4 separate regions of the Zea mays genome follow, and all the other regions are linked to region 2. A link is a contact called in public Hi-C data. All regions are on one chromosome and are shown on one strand. Each heading gives the region's core, a stretch centred on a gene start, on an enhancer-like site or on the middle of the called end of the contact. The rest is flanking DNA. Distances are from core to core; before and after follow the strand shown.

What was found. Hi-C and Micro-C count contacts between places; a contact is called where the count stands out from the background.
Region 1: a Hi-C map of tassel shows a contact between it and region 2, with 4 times the contacts expected there. The contact joins the promoter of LOC100283672 here to the promoter of LOC100280351 in region 2. A contact is called at or near these places in 2 of 25 Hi-C or Micro-C datasets (endosperm and tassel).
Region 3: a contact with region 2 is called in a Hi-C map of ear, with 6 times the contacts expected there. The contact joins the promoter of LOC103626704 here to the promoter of LOC100280351 in region 2. A contact is called at or near these places in 11 of 25 Hi-C or Micro-C datasets (bundle sheath, ear, endosperm and 5 more) and 1 of 3 datasets of contacts at active chromatin or transcription factors (leaf).
Region 4: a contact with region 2 is called in a Hi-C map of ear, with 2.8 times the contacts expected there. The contact joins the promoter of dsy2 here to the promoter of LOC100280351 in region 2. A contact is called at or near these places in 9 of 25 Hi-C or Micro-C datasets (bundle sheath, ear, endosperm and 2 more).

The regions. Positions count from the first base shown.
Region 1 is chr5:91,538,879-91,541,655 of Zm-B73-REFERENCE-NAM-5.0, reverse strand. LOC100283672 (calmodulin binding protein) reads left to right here and starts at 1,311. Exons shown (of 9, transcript NM_001156573.3): 1 at 1,311-1,408; 2 at 1,523-1,639. The coding sequence starts at 1,548.
Region 2 is chr5:92,429,648-92,432,347 of Zm-B73-REFERENCE-NAM-5.0, reverse strand. LOC100280351 reads right to left here and starts at 1,394. Exons shown (of 9, transcript NM_001153277.1): 1 at 1,157-1,394; 2 at 748-971.
Region 3 is chr5:91,879,440-91,882,139 of Zm-B73-REFERENCE-NAM-5.0, reverse strand. It overlaps LOC103626704 (protein CYPRO4-like), which reads left to right and starts at 1,388. Exons shown (of 2, transcript NM_001346849.1): 1 at 1,388-2,700. The coding sequence starts at 1,523.
Region 4 is chr5:91,733,694-91,736,450 of Zm-B73-REFERENCE-NAM-5.0, reverse strand. dsy2 (desynaptic2) reads right to left here and starts at 1,263. Exons shown (of 13, transcript NM_001319706.1): 1 at 1,171-1,263; 2 at 198-278. The coding sequence starts at 227. It overlaps LOC103626702 (zinc finger protein CONSTANS-LIKE 3), which reads right to left. Exons shown (of 3, transcript XM_008647090.2): 3 at 2,432-2,757.

The DNA.
Region 1 (2,777 bases), core at 62-2,561, 890 kb after region 2:
CTCATTCAACACCATGACAAAGTGCGCCGAGTAACATCTATCCAATCGATACATGTAGCCTACCGAAAATGGTGCCGCCATTGAATCACTCGTCCTGTGTTGGATTACCATCATCATCATCAGTGTTGACAACACCTTCAATCAGATTATCCACTTTTGCATTTGCAACATGAACCAACAACCTAGCTCCCTCTTGAAGCAAATCCTGAAGCTCTTTCTTGCTTAATCCTGTCCAGTAAGTGATCAATGAACAAGCGGGTCAAATAATATCATTAGGTGAATTAATCAATACATTTTCAAAACACATTCTATTCCTTGCTTCCCAGATGTCTCAACATATGGCTGATACACCAACAGATACGAACATGTACATATGGCATATTTTTTCCAAGACACAACCAATAATGATCAATATTCATAGATATATATTTTGACTTGATGCAATTAGATACCTTTCCCAGATCACTCTATCAGTGAAAAATAGATTCCTAGCACGAACAACAATATGACCATTTCCCTATAATGAAACATGAAGCGTCAATTTAGAAAAAGAACTTGTTATTTTCTCATTTTCACTCACAAGCTTAGGCCCCATTTGGGATGCGGGGTTTCTCCGGTTTTCAGTGTTTTTACTGTGAAAATAAAATGATTCTTATAAAATTTCTGTATGTTTTCTCAGAAATTCCTGCATTCCAAAGAAGGTTTTAGACCGAGTTTGTTAACTATAGATTCTGGTGATCAGACGAATTTTATGTGATATAGATCCAAACGTTCTATTTTATCTGTCTTGGATAATGTGCCTTAAGAAAGATTATAATTATTAATCTTCTCTCAAATGTTCTTGGATAGAGTGCCCTGTTCAAATTCTAAAAAACGGCCGGCCCTATTCACGTGTTTATTATGCTCTTCAGCCTGCTCCATATGGCGGTAATCGTTGTCTCCTTTCCTCCTGCCCCCGCCAGAAGATCACGCCGTTCGTGGACCGGTCGCGGCGCCGGGCGCCCGCTCCGCCGCGCTATCCTGCCCTTGCGATATTTGCGTGCGCCGAGACCACGTCAGCCAACCAGATAACGACGTCACTGTCACTGTGGGGGCCCGCAATGTGCTGCTTCCGCTTTTTCGTTTCGCCCCGCGCCGCCACTATACCCGTTCACACACCGTATATACGTCGGGTGGGACCTGCGTAAAAATCCATGTCCGGGCCCAATGCCAGTGATCGATTTGCGATGGACGAGTCGATGGCCGGGTGCGAAGTGTCGGGCAGTAATGTATACTATAGTATATAGGTTCATTTCCCCTACCACACATCGAACTGTGTGCGCGGTCGGTCGCTTCCCTTCCCTTTTGTCCGCGATCTGGGCTGGCCCTCGTGGCCTCGTCCCGTCTCCGATTCCGGCGTCCGAACCAGGTGAGCGACCTCTCCAGTCTCCCACCCCCCGTCTCAACTACTTCTTCGCACGCGCCGAATTGTAGAGGCCTAGAGGGGCGGAATCTGACGCGAGTTTCATTGGATTCGGTGCAGATTCGCCCGGGCCTTCGTGCCAGCGATGAAGGAGAAGCGTGGGCTCGAGGACGCCGGCGGGGGCGCCGGCGACGGACGTCCTGATGCCAAGAGGTCGCGGCCTCCGGCACTGGCCAGGTGAGGAATTCTCGGGGTTCCGCTTTTGTGCGTGTTTAGCTTCGTGATGTGCTTTCTGTTTGACAAGCTGTGGAATTAGTTGCACGAATGGGGAAAACGCCGAACGCTATTGGGAGCTTTGTGACTTCAGTATTATATACTATTCGGAAATTTGGGCCTGGATTACGTTTCAGCTTATCTGTTGTGGTAGTGAGTACCTGTGGAAATGGTCCCGTTTGTTTTTTTTCGTGTTTCCTTTGTCTTGGGTGAGCTGAACTCGAGCTGATATCATCTTCAGTAGCTACCGGTGACTGGTCTGTGCTAACATCAACGTTTAAGCTAGGGTTTGGTGTAGGTTGTTGGAGAATTGGCTGGAATGATGGCAAACTGGTTGGCTGGACCGTAGAATTTGGAAGAAATATTGATCTTGGTGTTAGTTTTTTTATGTAACAGTCTCAACTCATGAAAGCATGTACCCTAGCATGGAATATTCATAGTGCCACCTTGTCCAAAATGGAAAGTATTTGTACCGTTAACATCGACCTAATGTTCCGTTAGTTGGACACGAGTAATAATGCTTTGGCCGTTGGGGTTTCGGTAAATCAGGTAATGCCCCTGTTTATTTCAAAGTTGAAGTAACCGCTGTCGAATGTGTGTTACCAGATAAGCAAAGGAATCGAGCCCAGCTTGGTTCGTTAAGGGTGTAGTTCAGTGGCTGCATGCTCAGCCCACTCAAGTTCAATTCGACAATTCCTTTTCAATACAGATTTGGGTACCTGTTTAAAGTCACTTAATTTCTCCAAGTTTGGTCTACGTTTCTAGGAGTATCTAAAGATCTCAAGTGAAATTAGAGCATGGTAGCCTATGCAAACATACAGTGTTGATGGATATGAGTCTAGATTGATTCAGGGACACATGAATTATTGTAAAGCCGTAAGTAGGAATAGAGTTATCAATCTAATAACCAGTGTTATAATTCAGTTGCATATACGATATACCTGTATTCTCTTTGCAAATGCACGTTATGAACATGTACCGTTCTCATGTTTTTGAGACTTGCTGAATCACCTACTAATAGGTTTAGTGAATACCTTTGTTGTTTGGATTTGAGTTCGAATTCAGATTGCCACACAATCAGATTAAGAAAATATAGTTGTTG
Region 2 (2,700 bases), core at 145-2,644:
CGGACAAAGAATGTACACTTATATATATAGAAAAAAGGAAAAGTATGTTTCGGGGCCTTCAATTCAAACTCCTAGCATCGACGGCTCCGAAAAATCAAATGGAATACTAGGAATATAGTGGCAGGAGTAGATGCTAGAGTCGTGGAAGCAACTAGCTCAACTGGTACAGCCTATGGCCCTTTTTCGTTTTAGGTTTTTTCCAGCTTTGCTATTAGAAGTTGGTGAAGGCATCTTAGCGTCCAACTTTTTAGCCTATTTTTATAATAACCACTTTAATCAAAAAATCATACAAAATCAATATAAATATAGAATGTGTAGATTCATTGTAATAATATAAAACTATCACTTTCTACTTTTAAAACTCTATATAATTTTATCTTCCTCTACACGTAATCCTCACCGCACTCGGTTTCTCTCTAAGTCCGATTTTTTTTCTATATCTGCACGACACTCATATTCTCTTTGCAGTCTGATCTTTTCTACAGCCAGATCCTACAAAAACTCCCCATAAAAAATTGAACCGGCCCTGTAGCTTACTCGTAGTCGTAGAAGCCTAGGCTACTCTTGCAAGGTAGTAGTACATCATCAGCACTCGTTTCCATCCACACGCATTTTGAATGACTCCCAGACTCCGAAGCTGTTTCTGTTCGGTGCCGCAAAGACGGAAGATGCCCATGCAGATGCAACTAGCCAGAGACCGAAGAAGGTAACTAAACGGGTGCAGTCTACACGCTACGACTAACTCACCAGTCCCACTCGGCGTCGATCTGGCGGAAGTCGACGCCGTCGGCGACGACGCGGCGGCGGCGGGTGAAGAAGAGCATGTTGCCGTAGCTGAACCAGAATTGGTAGGTGAGGCCGCGCGCCGCGAACAGCAGCAACAGGTGCAGCCACCAGGAGCCGAGCGGCAGGCCCGCCTGCTCCCGCCATTCTTGCAGCACCTTCCACACCAGAGGCCCCAGCAGCACGTACTGCATGCATGTGTCCAGACATGTCAAAGAAGTATCATGTAATTGTATTAAAGAAACAGGACCGATCGACTGCAAATATAGATTCACGTATGCGCGTACGTGTGTATATGGTGGACACGCACGCATGAAGGGATGCATATGCACAGAAAGGGAAGGAGGAAGAAGGAAGGGTCAGTCGTCGTTGCCTTGTACTGGCCGAGGCTTGCCCATGGCCAGGAGGAGAGGGGCGGAGGAGCCATGGATTCGCTCCGACTCTGGTTCTGGGGGCGGCCGGCCTTGAGGGATGAAAGAGGCCGCAGCACGGTGCACTGTCTGAAGTACTGGAGGAGGAGGCCAGCGGGGAGAGAGAAGCAGACACGTACTCCTATCCTGTGTGTGTGTGTAATGCAGTAGTCGTGTTTGGGCTGCTCTCTTCGCCTCTCGTCTCGTCCGCGCGCTCCCGGCCTGACGCCACGCTCGCCTCTACTTATGAGCAGAGGAAGGTGGCGGTGGCCAAAACAAAGACAGCCAGCGGGGCCGGCTCGCAGTCGCAGAGCAAAAAAAATCTCTTTAAAGGCGGCCGGCGACGGACATCCTGCACCGCGGAATTTCTCTGCCATTAATCGATCGGCAGCAGCCGTCGTCCTAACGATGGTTAGATAGAGAGAAGCACACGACAGTGGCAGGAGGATGCTTGTTCATCATCATGGTCGTTAGCCGTTGAGGTAATGAGGGCCGGCCGGGTCGCAGTCGCAGCGCAAGTCAAACGCTCGTTGCTGCTGGGTGTAGCCGGTATACTACACGCGTAGAGAAAGAGAAACCGACGTGTGCAGCGCAGCCATGATGGCGCGGTTAGTTGGCGAATGGCAACTGGCAAGCTATATTATGGGCCGGCGGGCGGTGCCGCGTCCGTCCGTCCTTCCTTGTCCGGCAACGTACGCACGCACGCACGCGGTGGTTGCAGCTCGATCGACGACGACGTGGTCGGCGGGGCGGTCGGTCGTCGGGAAAGCAGAGCGCCATGGAGTGGAGGGACGGACGACTGCCGGAGCATGCATGGCTCGCCATGCCGTTTGTGACCAAGACCGGTGGAAGTGGAACTGTGGAGGCCACCGGTGTCAGGGGTCAGGATCAGCTAGCAGCGCCGTCTGTCCGACTGGTTGGGCGCGTTGCTGGCCGATTGGTTGTTTGCCGCAGCCGGGCGGGCAGTTGGCTGCTGGATCGCGCGCGTGCCTGCCGACGGTGGTACTGACTGGTAGGCTCCCTAGCCGCGCGCGCGCGCGCATATGGCGTGCACTTGCGATGTCTGGCCTTGAATGAAAGGGAAAAGGACCGGTGGCGTGGATCGGGCGAGGGAGGAGCCGCCATCGCCCCCGCGTGTCGATCGTACGCACGTATATCGTTCGTCGATCGTCGCCTGCGGGCCGTGTACACTACACAGTGCTAGCTCGGGCGGACCGCGCGTACGTAGCGTAGCGTACGGACCTGTATGTATTATTGCTGCACGCTATTACAGTATGCCAGAGTCACTCAGACCACGCATGCATATGCGGCCGGCCACGCACGGCCTCGCATGTGAGCCGACCATGTCTTGTCGTGCTCACACCGGCCCCCGCAGCCTGCAGCTGCAGAGCAGCACGGCCGGATCGGAGCCTACGCCCGGGAAACCGAGACGGGGGCAGTGCAGTGGTGGCGTGGGCACCGCGCGCGGCGCGGTACGAGTACGAGCCGTAGCGACAACGACGCCTGT
Region 3 (2,700 bases), core at 139-2,638, 550 kb after region 2:
CTGAAAATGAGCGCCTGACCCCAAAGTACAAACAACTACATATGAAAAGATAGAGCATAAAAAAGAGATCAAAAAATTAGAATGCAAGTCCAAATAGATGCAATGATAGAGGTGGATATTAAGCCAAAACACTGGACTGATATAGCAATGTAACTATAGCAATTAAGGACTTTCAACTTTTATGCAATATCCATTTTAACATAGCTTTTAAAGGACCATTTGCAATATAAAATCATACAGTATCCTTTTAAGTGAGCAGGGAGCATGGAAACACACATTAAAGACTTAGAAAAGTTTCTTGCCCATAGTATTTTAAACATGAATTAGAAATGCCTTCAGAAGCCAATCCAATAAGATAAAATAGAGTAGTTAATCCGTAATTATATAAAAAATGGAGTATCTCCTGCAGGTGACCAAAGGAAGAAAGGTTAGTAATAACTCTTTCCTTCTATGAATATATTGTACCATAGACTCACCTTTTTTAGCGGTAAAAAAATCTCCCTTCCCTTTGGAAATATTATATCTCAATCTCATTTTGTATGAGAGAAAACGTCATCTAAAAAGGTAGGATTCAGCATACACAAATATGAAAGAAACATATTTACTGGAAGTGTACGGACGAATGGATGGGGGTTCTCGGTTGGGGCAGCAAAAGGCTAAGGTATGTGGATAGTAAACTGTCTTAGATTTTGCAATATTTTAGAAAAAAAACACATAGAGTTTGAAATATTTTAGAAAAAAAGGAGAAAAAGCATGCATGCTTGCTGTTGTAGATGGTTAGTACAACGCGAAACTAAAAGTTATAGCTGTACTAACATTGAGTTTTTGCAAAGTAAAAATCAGAGAAATGAATGAATCACGCATGGAAGCTACAGTAAGCAACAAAAAAGGAAAAAAATGAAGACAACAGATCTCTTTACCTTAGAAAGCGACAGTCAGACGAAGCAGAGGCCAATGGAAGCAGCTGCGCTGCCGCTGTCGTCCTCGACAGCGTCGTCACCTCCTGCTATGATACCGTCAAGAAGACGTGCAAGCGGCAACAAAGACGTGGTCAAGATCCCCCCTCTTTAATACAATCTAGGACAGCACAGGAGATGAAGCGGTAAGAGACATGTGTACGGCGATGATTTTTTTTGGTGACGTGACGCAATGTATAGCGAGGAGGCTGCATCAGTTTAATAAGAAGAAATAGCTGTTTTTTAGAAAAAAAAGTAATCTCTTGCCTCTGAGTTCAGACCATGGAACAGTTGGTGCGAGTAAGAGTCAGTGACGGTGCTAGTGCTATGGATCTTCAATTTGAAAATTTTGAATCAGTGAAGTGTGCAACGGCCGTTCGTCTCCTATTCTATTCATTTCCCAGATCTCTCCCACTAGTCCCCAACCTGCAGACTGCAGTCGCAGCGCAAAACGGCCAAAGGGCCCCATTTCTCCCATCACCTCTCCCAAATTCAAATTCCCGCACGCTCCTCCTCCCCTCCCCCAATCTCACCTCCTCGCCGAAACCCTATCAGCCTCCGCCGCCATGGGGGGCTCGCACAGCCGCGAGGACCTCGACCTATCCGATTCCGACTCCGACGACGCCGAGTCCCGGGCCTCCGACAATTCCTCCGACTACGGCACGCCTACCCCGGCATCTGCCTCCTCCAAGTTGGCCAGCGGCGCAGGGGCGGCGGCCACGCCCGCCTCCATCGACGCCATCGACCGCCACCTCCGCCAGCTCCACCTCAAGTACAACGAGCCCATCTCCCCGAACCCTAGCCCCGGGCTCACCCTCAGCGCCAACCCCGCCGCGCTCAACGCCGTCAAGCTATACCTCCACATCGGCGGCTCCTCCCCCTCCGCCAAGTGGATCGTCTCCGACAGCCTCGCCGCCGCCTCCTTCGTACGCACCGGCGACGACGAGGACGACGACGCGCCCGCCGGCGGGCCGTGGTGCCTCGTCGTGGGCTCGAAGATCCAGGCCAGGGTCGGGCCCGAGCTGCAGCTCAAGACCTTCCCCGCGCAGCGTCGGGTGGATTTCGTCGCCGACGGCGTATGGGCGCTTAAGTTCCGCCACGCTGACGGCTTCGGTGACTTCTGCGCGAAGTACCACAGCTGTATGTTTGAGAACAGCTACGGCGTCGCCGCCACGGACGAGGGCCGCGCCAAGGTGTTTGGGAAGGACTTCGCGGCGTGGGCGCGCCCGGAGGACGGCGACGAGTCGATATGGGAGGACGCCACCGACGGCTTCTTCTCTCCGGGTCCCAAGGGCAGCCCGATGCCCCCGCGGACACCAGTACTGAAGCCTTTGTTAGAGGATCTGCGCGAGTTTGAGGAGCCTGTTGAGGAAGGCAGCGGAATTAACAGTCTTGCGCTTGGCGCACTGGATAACAGTTTCCTCGTTGGAGACAAAGGCATTGAGGTCGTGAGGAATTTCGAGCATGGGATACACGGCAAGGGCATGTCCGTGAAGTTTTCTGGAGGGAGCACAAACTTCTCGACACCGAAAAAGGCTCTTCTTATGCGGGCCGAGACTAACATGCTCCTGATGAGCCCAGCCACTGATGGAAAGCCACATGCCAAGGGGGTGCATCAATTTGATATCGAGACGGGGAAGGTGGTTTCAGAATGGAAGTTTGAGAAGGATGGAGCGGATATTAACATGAGGGATATCACGAATGATAGCAAAGGTGCCCAGTTGGATCCATCCGAATCCACCTT
Region 4 (2,757 bases), core at 14-2,513, 700 kb after region 2:
AGTACATAGATTTTGCTATGCATCTAGATATATGCTATGTCTAAATACATGGCAAAAGCTATCTACCAAGAAAAGCTATAACGACTTATAATCTAGAATGTAGAGTACAAAATGGGGATAACCAGAGCTGAAAAGCTTAAATTAATAATCAGTGCACCCTACAAGGGTACAACATAGAAGAGGAAATTGCTACTCACTTTATGGATGTTTGGCAGCTCAACTTCCATTGGGGCAGCTACAGATATAACAATAATTTACAAAATTAACTACAGGTGAACCTGACAAATTGGGAAACAACTGCATGAAATAAGACTCTGAAAGCATCTTGTGTGATTAAATCAAGCTTCACAAATCACAGTCAAGTAAACGTCACTAATAAAACATGGGAAGAGGGATAGATTCAGCAGCAAAGTGCAGCAATATGAGCAACAGAGAAAAAAAAGATGTAAAAAAATAAGCATACTTCCTGCACATCAGCATTAACATAGGTGGATCATCAATGAATCTTGACTAACCAGGGAAATTAAAGCAGACAAATATCAAAGCAATATAACCATCAAATCCATAAACTAAAGCATAGAAATGACGCCTGAGGGAAATTAAAAGTAAACACTGTACATTGTCACAGAACCACTCAACCACACCATATGCATTTACCAAATCAACAAACTTATTAGCATTTATGGCATAGACCAGTGCATTGGGATACATTTCCACTCCAAGCTGATTTTGTTTTTTTTTCACTCGAATAACTGCTCTTGGTCCAAATTATGCAAATCACATATCACAGCTAGATTTGACCTGACCTCTGCAGTAAGACCAGAGATTCTTACTAGACCATTTCACACTACCCACGAGCATTAAAAGCATAGAAGCCCTTACCTACTCGGTGAAATAATTGACTAGTCCCTTACAAGCATATATTACAGTAGCATACCACAATAACGTAGCTGTATGAGGTAGCAGCGCACAGTGATCGTCTTCCTCAACCACGATCCACAGGGTGGAGACACTCTAATAATTATAGCAGGAAAATCGAATGTAGTAGCAATAATAGACGCATACAGTTTTAACTAGATCAGATTCGAATGTGAGTATCCAAATATCTTAAGTTAGGGTTCGGGTGCCCGGTTTCTCACTCCAGGAAGGGGCGAGACGGGGTGCACATACCTGGTTGGCTCCCGTCGCCTGAGAAAGGATCGGCGAAGTCCTAGAGAGGGGACGGACGAAGACCTGGGCACGTAAATTAGGGCGGCGGGCGGCGAGGTTGATCGCCTAGTTGCCGTCGCGAACGAGCGGGCGAGCGAGGGAAGAGAGCGCGCGCGCACTCGGGGTGAATGTCGGGAGAAAAGACAGGGAGTGAAGTCAGTGACTGACCGATCCCTAGAATTTTGCCTGGGCCTGGAATGGGCCCGAAAGCTGCCTTCTCTTAATCCCGTCAGCATGCCTATGCCCAGAAAACTGAAACTAATTGTCTCGTTAAAACGTATCCTCCCAGCCTCCCAGGGTACGCCGTACTTTTTTCAGCTACACTGTTCATAGGTATACATGTATAATTGTATATTCACATCTATAAACAATTAACACATGTAGCTAAACTCTATTTTTATAAACAATGAACCGAATTAACCCTTGTATCAAATAGAATGTTAGGATTGGGATGGAGGGTGCCCGGCAGGGATGAAAACATATACTTATTTGAATATTATCATCATCATTATTATTATAGATTGTGAATAAATAGGATATTCACATTCTTGTTTTTACCATAAACTTCAAATTTATCATATATTTTCTCAAATGATAGATATAGAATTCGGATCAAGATAAAGATTTGGTTATTTTTCACTCTTTTATTGTAAGGAGTAAATAATACATAAAACGATTTATACAAAATTTTGTTCTTATTTATAATAATGTGCTTGATAATATATTATATATAGGTATTATATTTCTTAAAACACTTTGGATATCCACCCTCATTCTAGATGCCTCGAAAGTCTCCTTGATGACTAAGAACTATCATTTGGTTGATACAAGGTTCGACGCATAAGATCCACGTCTGAAGCATGGACGTATCAATAATTCAATATGGACACCCATGGTACGCAGGATGGAAACAAGCATACTGCATACATACGTATCCTTATCATTCTCATGAAACATCAATTTGCATCAGCTAAATCTTTCTCCCTAACCTTCCCATACAAGTTCGATCGGCAGATCTCCTGCAAACCGCGTGTAAAAAAAAACTAACGTGCGCCAGCATTCGAACCATTCGCATACATAAACCGATACGTGCGCCAGCATTTCAAACGAACGCTAGGATCATAGGTTGAACTGCGTGCCAGCTAGGGGCTAAATCTGCCGACTGCCGTACGGAGCCTCGATACTCTCCAAAGTGGGAGTGGATTAAGCACATGCACGCAACTTGCAAATAGATCGAGAGGCCTTTCCAATTATAGCATAATACTACATCGATCAATCGAAACAGATGCTAAGCATCTCTTCCTGACCCAAAATTACACGGTACTACGTACTATTAGTAGAACTGGTCGCCCCAGCAAACAAACGCAGCAGCAGTACACGCTAGCCTGCTAATTTAACCATGGCTAGCCCAAAACGGCATGTGATCGCCAACTAGGAGCTCGCCGCTCCAGCAAACACGTAGGCGCGCATGCAGCATGGCTCGCACGCGCGCCGGCCCAATCCGTGAAAACATGGGGCACGCGACGCGCGCGGCAACACTCACACGGC